Linked DNA regions of Mus musculus: all the other regions are linked to region 1. The links are chromatin contacts, called in public HiChIP or PLAC-seq and promoter capture Hi-C maps. All regions are on one chromosome and are shown on one strand. Each heading gives the region's core, a stretch centred on a gene start, on an enhancer-like site or on the middle of the called end of the contact. The rest is flanking DNA. Distances are from core to core; before and after follow the strand shown. Region 1 holds the start of Dph3 (diphthamine biosynthesis 3). Region 2 overlaps Sh3bp5 (SH3-domain binding protein 5 (BTK-associated)). Region 3 overlaps Colq (collagen-like tail subunit (single strand of homotrimer) of asymmetric acetylcholinesterase).

What was found. Promoter capture Hi-C pulls out the DNA fragments that hold promoters and counts their contacts. HiChIP or PLAC-seq counts read pairs in DNA pulled down with a chosen protein or histone mark.
Region 2: a contact with region 1 is called in a promoter capture Hi-C map of hematopoietic stem and progenitor cells, with 3 times the contacts expected there. The contact joins the enhancer-like site here to the promoter of Dph3 in region 1. A contact is called at or near these places in 1 of 39 promoter capture datasets (hematopoietic stem and progenitor cells), 3 of 115 datasets of contacts at active chromatin or transcription factors (acute myeloid leukemia, microglia and pancreatic cancer cells) and 1 of 9 other capture datasets (pancreatic islet).
Region 3: a contact with region 1 is called in an H3K4me3 HiChIP or PLAC-seq map of pro-B cells, with 2.5 times the contacts expected there. The contact joins the enhancer-like site here to the promoter of Dph3 in region 1. A contact is called at or near these places in 5 of 39 promoter capture datasets (the 3T3-L1 cell line, the C10 cell line, HPC-7-derived erythroid cells and 2 more), 1 of 15 datasets of contacts at CTCF or cohesin (large pre-B cells), 11 of 115 datasets of contacts at active chromatin or transcription factors (the 230-238 cell line, SST interneurons, cardiomyocytes and 7 more) and 2 of 9 other capture datasets (adipose tissue and liver).

The regions. Positions count from the first base shown.
Region 1 is chr14:32,083,767-32,087,270 of GRCm38.p6, forward strand. It overlaps Dph3 (diphthamine biosynthesis 3), which reads right to left and starts at 1,926. Exons shown (of 3, transcript NM_172254.4): 1 at 1,644-1,926; 2 at 1,141-1,215. The coding sequence starts at 1,751. Oxnad1 (oxidoreductase NAD-binding domain containing 1) reads left to right here and starts at 1,962. Exons shown (of 8, transcript NM_145460.2): 1 at 1,962-2,287.
Region 2 is chr14:31,412,027-31,415,530 of GRCm38.p6, forward strand. The region is part of intron 2 of Sh3bp5 (SH3-domain binding protein 5 (BTK-associated)); the gene reads right to left. Among named protein-coding and RNA genes, the nearest start is that of Gm35907, 21 kb to the right of the region's middle. Within about 2 kb of position 1,890, at least 117 of the 459 cell types and tissues checked have an H3K27ac peak or open chromatin away from gene starts, as enhancers often do. A contact at or near this core is called in acute myeloid leukemia, hematopoietic stem and progenitor cells, microglia and 1 more, where this site is marked.
Region 3 is chr14:31,548,297-31,551,800 of GRCm38.p6, forward strand. Colq (collagen-like tail subunit (single strand of homotrimer) of asymmetric acetylcholinesterase) reads right to left here. Exons shown (of 17, transcript NM_009937.2): 4 at 1,161-1,205; 5 at 803-829. Among named protein-coding and RNA genes, the nearest start is that of Colq, 27 kb to the right of the region's middle. Within about 2 kb of position 1,700, at least 12 of the 459 cell types and tissues checked have an H3K27ac peak or open chromatin away from gene starts, as enhancers often do. A contact at or near this core is called in extraembryonic endoderm stem cells and pro-B cells, where this site is marked.

The DNA.
Region 1 (3,504 bases), core at 676-3,175:
TTTTGGAAGCTCTTAGCCTCTAATCCATCTCCCCAGACCCAATAACACTTTATTTTTGTACAGAGAGCTGGTGTCAGCACTAGAACCAGAATCTAAAAGTATACTGAAGTTTAGCCCTGAGGTCATTAGTTAATATGCAGTGTCTCATAAATATCTTAGCTAGGGAGCAACCAGTTCCCAGAAATAAACACATCACAACTATCAAGTTTTTATATTTCAGATCAATATCTGGTCATTCAAATATGTAACCTCTTCAAAATGAGTAATAAAAAGAATGCCTTTGTGTGTTTCCCAACATATACCTGCAACAGTAACTACTTGTAAATGAAGTTCACACTCTGATCTTTCATGCTGGTTTATGCCAGCTACCACAAAAACTTTCCCAGTTACTACACATCCTCTACAGTGTGATTCCCAAGGAGTCAGTCCCTAGTCTGTCCATTGTTCTTTGCTCCATAAACCATTTTAAAATAAGAATGAATCATTACATTTCTATTATTGTCTAAATTAACACCTGCTTCTCCCACAAAGTTCTGTGCTTTGGTCCAACTTACCCTATAGTCATTTTAGAATTTATCCTCTAGACTGTTACATTCTGTACTTAGACTCCAAAGCACTAACTGAGCTTTGGGTGGGAAGTAAAGATATTTACCCCTTTTCTATTGCCATTCCTAATGGATACAAAGGAACATGGAACTGTAACATTACATCTAGGAACTATATCTCAAACAAGGTAGATTCTGTACATAAGCTAGGCAAGCAATAAAATGCAATCTTCTAAAAATATCCTAGAGCTCTGAACAAACTAAATATTAAATACAAGAGAAATGTCAAAAGGAAGAACATCAATTAAAATAACCATAATTTTTCATTCCTGATTAAGTCATCAATTTTCATTACAAAGCAATTTCTTTATTGCCCTTTCCAAAGTGATCATAAGTTACATAAAAGGCAGATCTCTGTGAATTCAAGGCCAGCCTGGTTCACATCATGAGTTCCAGTATAGCCAGGGCTACTTAAGGTCCCTGTCTCAAAAAACAAACCAACACCCAACACTCTTCCGCCCTTTTCTATCAGACAGGCTCCTTTAGGCCCTTGTCATTAGCTCACACCACCCATCCCCTTTAACATATCCCTTACTTTGTCATAAATCACTTTTATAATGAGTGAGCAGCTAGGACACGTGGCCACATCTTCTCCATTTTCCAAATCTTCCTACAACGCAATCAAACAACATATGGTCAGCATAGCCTTTCGTCAACTTCCCATAAATCTCTCCTATGTCTATGGGCAAGTCTTTAGTTGGGTAACAACACAAAGAACTTTCCTCCCAAGTGTCATCTAGGAAAAAAAAACAGGGAGATTAGATTGGTTCGATCGCCTCCAAAACCCTGGGGTACAAAATCAAGTTCCCTTCTTCAAAGAAGCTCCCAGGGGAAAAAAAAATAGAAAAAAAAGAAAAACACTTAGGGGCGGGACTACGGAGAACAGCGCCCTTAACCCGACCCTGTATGCTAGACAGCCTAGGTTACTACTTTAGGGGCGGGGGTTCGGAAGAACACGTGGGTAACTGAGCCTTCCCAGGGACACCGGAAGCGACAATGCGCAAGCTCGAGGGATCGCCGGCGGGCCCTTTAGAGTACCTTGGTGATGGCAAAGTTATCCCCACAGGGGCAAGGGTAGAAATATGTCTCCGAGTCCTCGTCATATTGAAAGTCCTCGATCTCCACCTCGTCGTGAAACACCGCCATGGTCACCCGGTCGGCACCGCATCAGCTTGCCTACCTGCGCCCAGGCAGGGTAAGGCCCGGTCTTCCCGGTCCACCCTGGCGCAGGAACAGTCACTTCCGGACGCACAGGCGATGACGTAACTTCTACCGCCGCGGCCAAAAGGGTGACCCGGTCGCGGTCGCCATGGAGATAGCGCCGGAAAGATGGTGCTTCCTGCGCAGCAGCGTTGCGCAGTTCTCCGTCCACTGGGTGCCAGCGACCAATAGTGTGAAGGGCTCCCTCTCATGGCGGTTACGTCAGTCCGGGGCCCGGGGAGTTTGGGCTTGGGATATAAACGAGTTTTCTATGCAGGTGGAGTCTTGTCCTCCATAGCTGACTTCAGAGGACATTAAAAGAATTGGCGGAGGCTACGCCCTCTTGAAAGGGGGAATCATTGAGGCTCAGGGAGCCACACAGCGTCCTCTCCAGTTCTCGGCCCACAGCGCTCCTGCAATTGCGTTTCAGGCGACCTTGAACTCTGAGTGACTCTTGGCCTGTTATGAGTTCTTGCCTGCAGGTACATCACTGCCTCTCTCACCCCAGCCACTTTCTGATACCCCGGTTGTGTTGTAGAGAACCAAGATCTGCAAGACAGGGGCGAGTTCTAGCCATATTTTAAATATTCACTGCAGTGGTGGGCACAGTAGCTTTTAATTATTGGGGTTTTTAGTGGGCAACCTATATGTTAAACTTGATCTTGAGGTTCAAAAATCCATTTTATTCATCTTTAACATAGATTTAGAGACTGGGCATCTTGCCCAAGATTGCATACCTAGGCCATAACGATGAGCCTAGCTGTCTCTAAAGCCCAGGAACAAATTATTTATGTGAACTTTAGTTCTCGGTAAAAGGAATGGTGTTCCTGGTATTTTCGTCAGCGTGCAGCCTCTTCTTTGAGAAGCACGTTGTTCCGAGAGCCGTGCTGGGCTTGTTCCGGTTACAACCAGGGACTTTGGAGTAGTGCTAAGCAGTTACTCATCTCACTGGAGGAGTGCAGTGTAGTGAAAAGTAGTATGGCAGAACTGGATTCCAGTTTGACTTGAAGAGCTCTGGGGGTTGGAAAATTACATTCTTTGGTTCTTACATCCTCTTCTGAGAGTAGATCCTTTGGAATCTAACATTCTTTTGCACGAGAATGAATAGTTCAGCAGTCATGTATGACTTATGTAGTTTACATTTCTGTAACAGTGTTTAAGTATGTACAGTTGTGTGCATAAATTACCAATTTTGTGCATGTTTAAAGGACACTATATTTTGAAGCCTTTTTGAAGTGTGAAAACCTATGGGCAGAGAAGCCTTTGGGAGGAAAAAACCCAGAACTTAAGTGTATGGAAGGTTGTTTCAAAGATCTCCATTCCTTTTTTTTTTTTTTTTTTTAACATAATTGAAGATCTAAATAGCAATTAGGAGATCTTTGTAGCCTGTTGCAGGTTAGCTGTAGCCTGTCTGGGCAGAAGAGAAATGCAGTGAAAGCCTTCTATCTTTATGGGTATAAATACTTCCCAGGTAACCTCTGGGACACAGGAAGAAAACTGATTTCCAAGTGTCTGTCTTTAGTTCAGATGATCTTTAGTTCTTATGAGCCATTCTTGAATGCGCAGAAATGGATGCAGTTGTTGGTAGGGAATGGCCTGGCAAGTATATCGATCTGTAACCCCAGCATTGATGCAAGCAGGGGCAGAAACAGGTGGATCTCTGGAGCGCAGGGGCCGACAAGTTGGTGAGCTCCATATT
Region 2 (3,504 bases), core at 640-3,139, 670 kb before region 1:
TTCATAGGCATTCACCACCCTACCCCATAATTTACTTGTAAAAAATATGTCCAGTGACTGCAATGTCAAAAAGCTCAGCGATATGTCAAAACCCCCTTGGTCCCCTGGGGAAAAAATCTTGGTTGCCTTTGGTGGCTTTGGTTCATATGACTGCAGCATTTCCCACACTCCCACAAAGCCCTAAATCCTGGGACTCAGATGTTAAACACTGACTGCGGGCTTCCACCTGCAGGACCCTGGCCTCAGGGCACCCCCAGTCTGATGGGTGTGTGGGGTCCTAGGGGACTCAGCAGCAGAGACCCTCACCAGACCACCAGCAAACTCCCAGAAAACCTTCAAAGAAGTAGGTAGGATCTGCACAGAGGCCAGAGGGAACACGTGGGGTTGTGGAGATGGCGGGTGGGAGAGCTGATCCCAAGAAGAGCGCAATGGCCTTGCTTGGCTGAGAAGAGGGAGTGGCGACATTTTCAGGCATCAGAGGGAGCCAGATGTTTGCCATGTGGAAAGGGCCTTCCTCACAATTAACCTTAAGAACTTGTGCTGTTCATGTGGAAATGTAGGGTCTCGTGGGGCTGAAGGAGACTTGGATCAATTCTTCTAACTCATCCCCTTAGCATCTCAGACTGTGGGCTTGGCAGATGGGTCTGACAACACAGCCGACCTTCCAGAATACATGAAGGTACGTGCTTTGCTGCCCTTGGGAGCTCCAGAGCCCAGATCGCACTTCTGACACAGGCGTTGGCCCCAGGCCTGGGTCATGGTCATCAGGGTTTTGTGTTGCATTCAGCGTTCTCCTCCTAGAGGGAAATGGGAATTTCCTAAGGCTCAGGAAGTGCACAAGCTTTCCCAGTACGGGGTGCCTGGAACGTTATAGGATGGAGCCCTGCCCTTGGTTACACAAGCCCTAAGCGAGGGCTGGCGTCCTCCTCAGATGCTGTCTGCAAGCTGTCCATCCATCTCAGCTCCCGAGTCATCACCCATGCTGGGGAGGGATAGGAGAGCTTGGCTGGTTGGCTGGTTTTGTTGTTTTGCTTTCTGCTTTTTGAGACAGGATCTCCCTCTGTAGCACAAGCTGACCTTGAAAACTTACAGCCCTCCTGCCTTAGCCTCCCTGGGAGGCTGGGATCCAGCGTGTGATGGAGTTCAGGAAAATGACCTGATCATATTTGGAACTTATCACACTGTCACAGGGTTTTGAGTATTTCTGAAGATGCCTTGGACTGTTCTTTTGGGGCCCAGCAGCCTGGCTAACATCCTTTCAAGACTCTATATACTCAAGGGCACAAGGGTGGGGGTGGGGGGTAGTGGGCAAAAGACAGGTCTAATAATCATGTTTTCCCAACAATGAGCTATACCTCTAGGTATTGCGTGATCAGCTCCATCCAGCCACCACAGATTAGAAAGTGGTCATAGCTAACAGGTTCCTCTTTCCTGAGATAAAGTAATTTACTTTTATTTATTTTTTTACCAGTAATTATTTAATTATTCACTCTACATCTGGGTCACAGTCCCTCTCATCCCAGTCCCCACCTCACATAGCCCCTCCCCCATCCCCCCCTCACTGCTGGACAGGCAGGCAACAGAGTCAGAGACAGCTCCCGCTCCAGTTGTTGGGGGAGGGGGTAACCTGATCTGGTTCTTAATTTTGCCAGAAATCTTGTCTTCTTGAGTGACAATTTCCCCAGAGGACTGACATAAAGGAGCCCACAAACCCAAATCTTCCCCACCTGCCCAACCAACAGCCTCAACCCCAGGGCTCAGCCTCTGGCAGAGCGACTCTGGGCCCAAGAACGGTCACGTGATAGTCTAGCCGATCAGCAAGGATACTCCCAGCCACAGTGATTGTGGACAAAGAGGCTGAAGCACCAGAACTAATGAGGCTTCACTCTAAAGAGTTTCTGAAACTTAGCAAAAGAAACTTCCCCATTGAGTTGGCTAACAGGATGGGTGGAGGCATGGAGTAATTTTGAACTGTCACCCTGGAGCCAGGAGACGGGACAGAGGTGTGGCAGAAGGGCCCTGCAGCCCCCTGCTCTACTGCTCTCTTACTTAAGGCAGCCCCCCACCCCCATCGTTCCTTTACCCTTGCTTTCTGTTTCCTCCAAAGGACCTGGAATTGGACTTCTATCAAATGCAATTAAAGTGGACCTTTAAAAACCACAAGACTGACCTAGAGACCTTTAGCTAGTTACTATATTGGTTACATTTAAGTGGGCAGGGAGAGGAAGGCATCCTACCCCTCCATCAGCATTGTAATAAAGTGCAACTAAGTCACTGGCGGACTTCTGCCACTGGAGCTGAGTTGACAAGATGGAACTGAATTAAGAAGATTTCCTTAGATACTATCTGAACAGCTGGTTGCCACAGACTGGTGCCTTCTGCTTCACTCCCTAGTAAAGAAAAGACCTCACTCTGGTTTCCTGTCACCTACATCAAAGTCAAATGATCCCCCAAAATGGAGTAGGAACACTTCAGGCTTGAGCGCACGGAACATTGTTTTTTTGTTTTTCTTTTCTGGGAGATGGGTAATTCCTAAGGGTAAACACCTCTGGAAGATGGGCAGGGGCACCCGAGAGTAGTTGGAGCTCCTCAGAGGTGGAGGCAGGAGGATCTGGAGTTCAAGATCCCCATCCCCCAAAAAGCAAGCCGTTTACAAGCCCAGGGCTGGTAATCTGAGTTTTCAGATGGCTTGCCATAAAGCCCGGGCTGGCCAGGGACTTACTCTAAGTGCCGGTGTTCATAGGCGTGTGCCACCACACCCAGCAATCCAGCTGACTTAAAACTCTGCCCTCCAAGAGAGTTCTAAACTGGTTCCCTCTGCGTGATGTCTTAGATCTTCAACCTAGGTGACTCACATGGAGGGTAATTTATTTAAGCAGAGAATTGCTGACAGTGGCAATCTCTCTGCTTCAATGTGTCAGTGTGTCAAAAACACGGCCCTGCGTAGAATAAGAACTCCAGCTAAGACATCCCGAGCCAGCGAGCCTCAGGAACAGCGTGCCAGTGTCACACACTGGGGACAAGTCCCTGCTTTCTGGCCAATCGGCTTATCCAAGCTTCTACTACCTCACTTGTAAACTGAGAATAATGAATGGCTTCATGGAGGTGTCCCCAGAAGCAGGGGCACAGCCACAGGATGTCAGCTTTTTAAAAATAACTGTCCTACATATCAGAGATGACATGTACTTCAAAGGCTCCTTGGTGATGCTGTTTATAAATACACAGCTTTGGATTGGGGAGAGAGGCCTCAAAGGCATGAGCTGAGCCTGGAAATGACCCTGTACGACAAGCTCAACAGGAACCACAGGCCCAGCACATAGATAAGACAACCAGAGCCAGGTGACACGGTCTTTTTGAGGCTGCATGGTAGGCAAGTATCTCACTCTAGACAGTGAGCCTTTTAATCCAGTGTGCACTGGTCCCCAGTGGTTCCCTTAGCATGGTCTACAGACCCACTGGGAAGGGGGTCCTTCAGACCTCTCCTGAGAGCCTGATGCTGAAACC
Region 3 (3,504 bases), core at 450-2,949, 540 kb before region 1:
ACTTGGGGGTGAGGGTGGGGGATCTCTCTTGAGCTCTACACTCGGTGGCTCACTTCAGAGTTAGCTGGGGACTCAAAAGACTCAGCCAAGAGCCCAAAGATGCCAGATGCTGGCGTGTACACTCTACTTTTGCCTTCCATGCTCATGGCAGACATTACTAATTGACCCAGACCTTGATGCTTCAGAGCATGGGACCACCACAGGCCTTTCTCCAGGACAGCATTCAACACAGTCACTGAGCTGTGTCTGGTCTTGCTATTTGGACCATACAAAGGTCTGTTTGTGGCTTCTGTTGCTAATAAAGCCACTAGCATCCTTTAGGATGGATTTGCTCTGTCTTCAATCCCAGTCAAGTCCTAGAACTTAAGAGCCACCACCCACTCTGACTTCAGCAATGTTGCCTGCTGGCTCTTTCTCTGACACTAATGATGGCGTGTGGCTGGTTTACTCAGAGCCACTGTAATGTCCAAAGCAAAACTATTCACTCCTGTCTACTTGAGCACTTTATTCCAGTTTAATGAAGGTCATTTTGTGTCACTGGCTGGGGACCTGAAGAGTCCCCATTGGGTGGCAGGATGAAGTTGGGAAAGTGTGGCCAGGCTCAGCAGCCTCTGGAAGGAGTCAGCCAGATGCTAGCAGCCACAGGATCCAGCTCTTAACCAAAGTGTTGGCAGAAAGGGCAAACATGCTGGCATCATCAGCGGGGTGCCAGCACCAGAGTTCTGCCAGGGAATTGGTGCCCACCAAACACACTTGCATGTACATGCAGCGCAGTTACCCGACAGAACAGCATGGGTCCTACCTTCCTTCCTGGGCGGCCAAGGTCCCCCTGTGCATAGAGAAAACAGAAAAAGCTTGTTTGAAAGAGAAGTTCTAGGATCAGAGAACTTAATAGGGCTGAGGCCTAGGCATGCTGTGGCTCTCAGTTGGTCACTTGACCAGTTATAGCACGCCTGCCATGCCAGTGGACCGAAGCAGGACACACCAATAGCACCCACTACTATAGCTGCATCTATTCATTGCATCACTCCCTGCTTCATCTGCTAAGACAGAATGAGCACGTATTTTGAAGTCCCAACCAGAACATTCTCAGGGGCACGGCCAGAAAGCAAGCAGTGACTGTCAAGATGAGGCAGGAGTAAGAAAGCAGCGGCTCATACCTTTTCTCCCTTTGGTCCTGTCTTGCCAGGAAGCCCAGGTGGACCCTACACAATGGAGAGAAAAGGTGAAGAAAACATACCTAAACAAGGAGAGACTGCAGGGGAGGGGTTTAGTGGGAGACTGCAGAACTGGACCTTTACAGAGCGGGCTGACTCTGTGTGTGTGTGTGTGTCTGTGTGTGTGTGCGCGTGCGTGTGCGTGTGTGGTGGTGGTGGTGGGGGAGCTGGGGGCTGGGAGCTGGGGGGAGGGCTCCAGGGATGCCTGCAGGGGCCTCTCGGCCCTGCGGCCCACTCTCCTCACCATCCCTCTTCCTCGTTTCTCAGCACTGTATCTTGGCACCATTGGTGTCACTCACTGGACTTTCATTTTCTCCCTAGAACCTTCAGTGTTTAATAAGAGCAGCCTCAGAGTCCTGGAGAAGCCCCACTACTGAGACCGTGATGTTTCTTGGCCTCAGGGATCCTTCACTACGCTGGCTACAGTTCTCTGAGGCCCTGGCAGGAAGGAGAGTTGAGTTCTGCACGGAGAGCAGCTGATTCTGATGTCCCCAGGGAGGAGCTGGGCATGGTGGCCCACTCCTGTAATCTCAGAACTCAGGAACTATAGGCAGGAGGATCAGGAATTCAAGGCCAGCCTTGGCTGCCCAGCAACTTCATGGCTAGCCTGGACTACATGAGATCCTGTCTTATAGATAACAAACAAAACAAAAGAAAAAAAAAAAAGATGTCCCACAAATGATCTGTGGGTTTCAGGTGGGGAATACTCTCCTCCCAGAAACTTTCATTAATGGAAGGAAAAAAAAACGAATGTTTACAATGGATCTCATTGAGAGACTCCAGCAGACATTGTAAAAGAAAACCTCCAGTTTTGTACATTCACTGCTAGAAGTGCCTGCCTTCTGCTCACATATCTCTGGAAAGCTCATGACTTCCAAATTCCTGAGGTTAGCAGAGAGGGATCCACCCAAATCCCTTGGCCTCCATACCTCTACTGTCTGCAAGTGATCAACATGACAGCCTGTTGGAAGTGTGGTTTCTCCAAAACTTGTCCAAATGACTCCAGGATCCCCAGGATTTTTGGAAAAAACAAAAAAACAAAAACCAAAAAAAAACCAAAGCTCAGGCCACACCCAGACCAATCACATGACCATCTGGGGAGGTGGGAGTCAGAGAGCTTTGAGAGTGTTTGAGTTCCCCAGCGATCCTCAGGTGAAGATACAGTTGGGAGGAACCACCTTGGGTTATCTGCCTTCTGATTTAGGAGGTAAAGGCTGGGAAGTTGCTTTCTATTTCCAAGCCTTTTCTTTCTTGAAATGGTTACAACTGTTTTTACAAGATCATTGAGCTTAGCACACACCAAGCAAATATAGATTCTGATCGAATGGAGGTGTGTGTGTGTGTGTGTGTGTGTGTGTGTGTATCCCTCCCTTCCTTCCTTCCTTCCTTCCGTCCTTCCTTCCTTCCTTCTTTTCTCCCTTCCTGTGATAGAAGTCTTACCCTGGTTGGCCTGGTACTCATGACTAACTCAAGGCAGTCTTCTTGCCTCCACCCGCTGAGTGCTGGGATCATAGGCCTAAATCAATGCACCCAGTGAGACTGCATGTCTAACCAGTTCCCATATGATGCTACTTAGAGATCTCACATTGCACAGACTCCATGGGTGCGCAGCGGAGCCTCTGTGTGACTCAGACTTGCAGGAGCTCAGAGGTACACTAGTATGAATGGAACTGCCATTCTGAGGTGACCAGAGGATCCCCTCCTTCCATGTGCTCAGTTGGTTCTCATCCACATCAAGACCCATCAGGGGAGAGTGCTGAATGGGGGAGCCCACCTTAGAGTACTCTCACCTGGCCTTTCTGCAGACATCCCAGCCTCTTTATGACGGTGTCTGACTTCTGAGCTCAAGGTCCCATATTCATTATAACATCTAATAGATGATTTTATTGTTTGTTTCCTTATTTATTTATTTATTTATTTATTTATTTTTGAGATAGGGTCTCTTATTAGGCAGTCCAGGCTAGTCTTAAATTCAGAGCCCTCCTGCTTCAGCCTCCCAAGTGCTGGGATTACAATTATGTAATTATACACCTGGGTCAATAAATATGTATGGAGAACAGGCTAGTTATAGCCCACAGGTTCCTAGACTAGGAAGTGGACACTATCCCTGTTCCTGTACAAGGGAGCAGGACTTTTCCTCTACAAAGCCAGAGAGTGATTTAAAAGAATCACTTGGAGGACCACATCTGTCAGACTCCTCACCTCGATGGTCTGCAAAAAGCCACAGACAGTAAAACTGTAGTTACAAAAACAGGTGAGGCTGGATTCAAAGCCATAGTCTTAGACT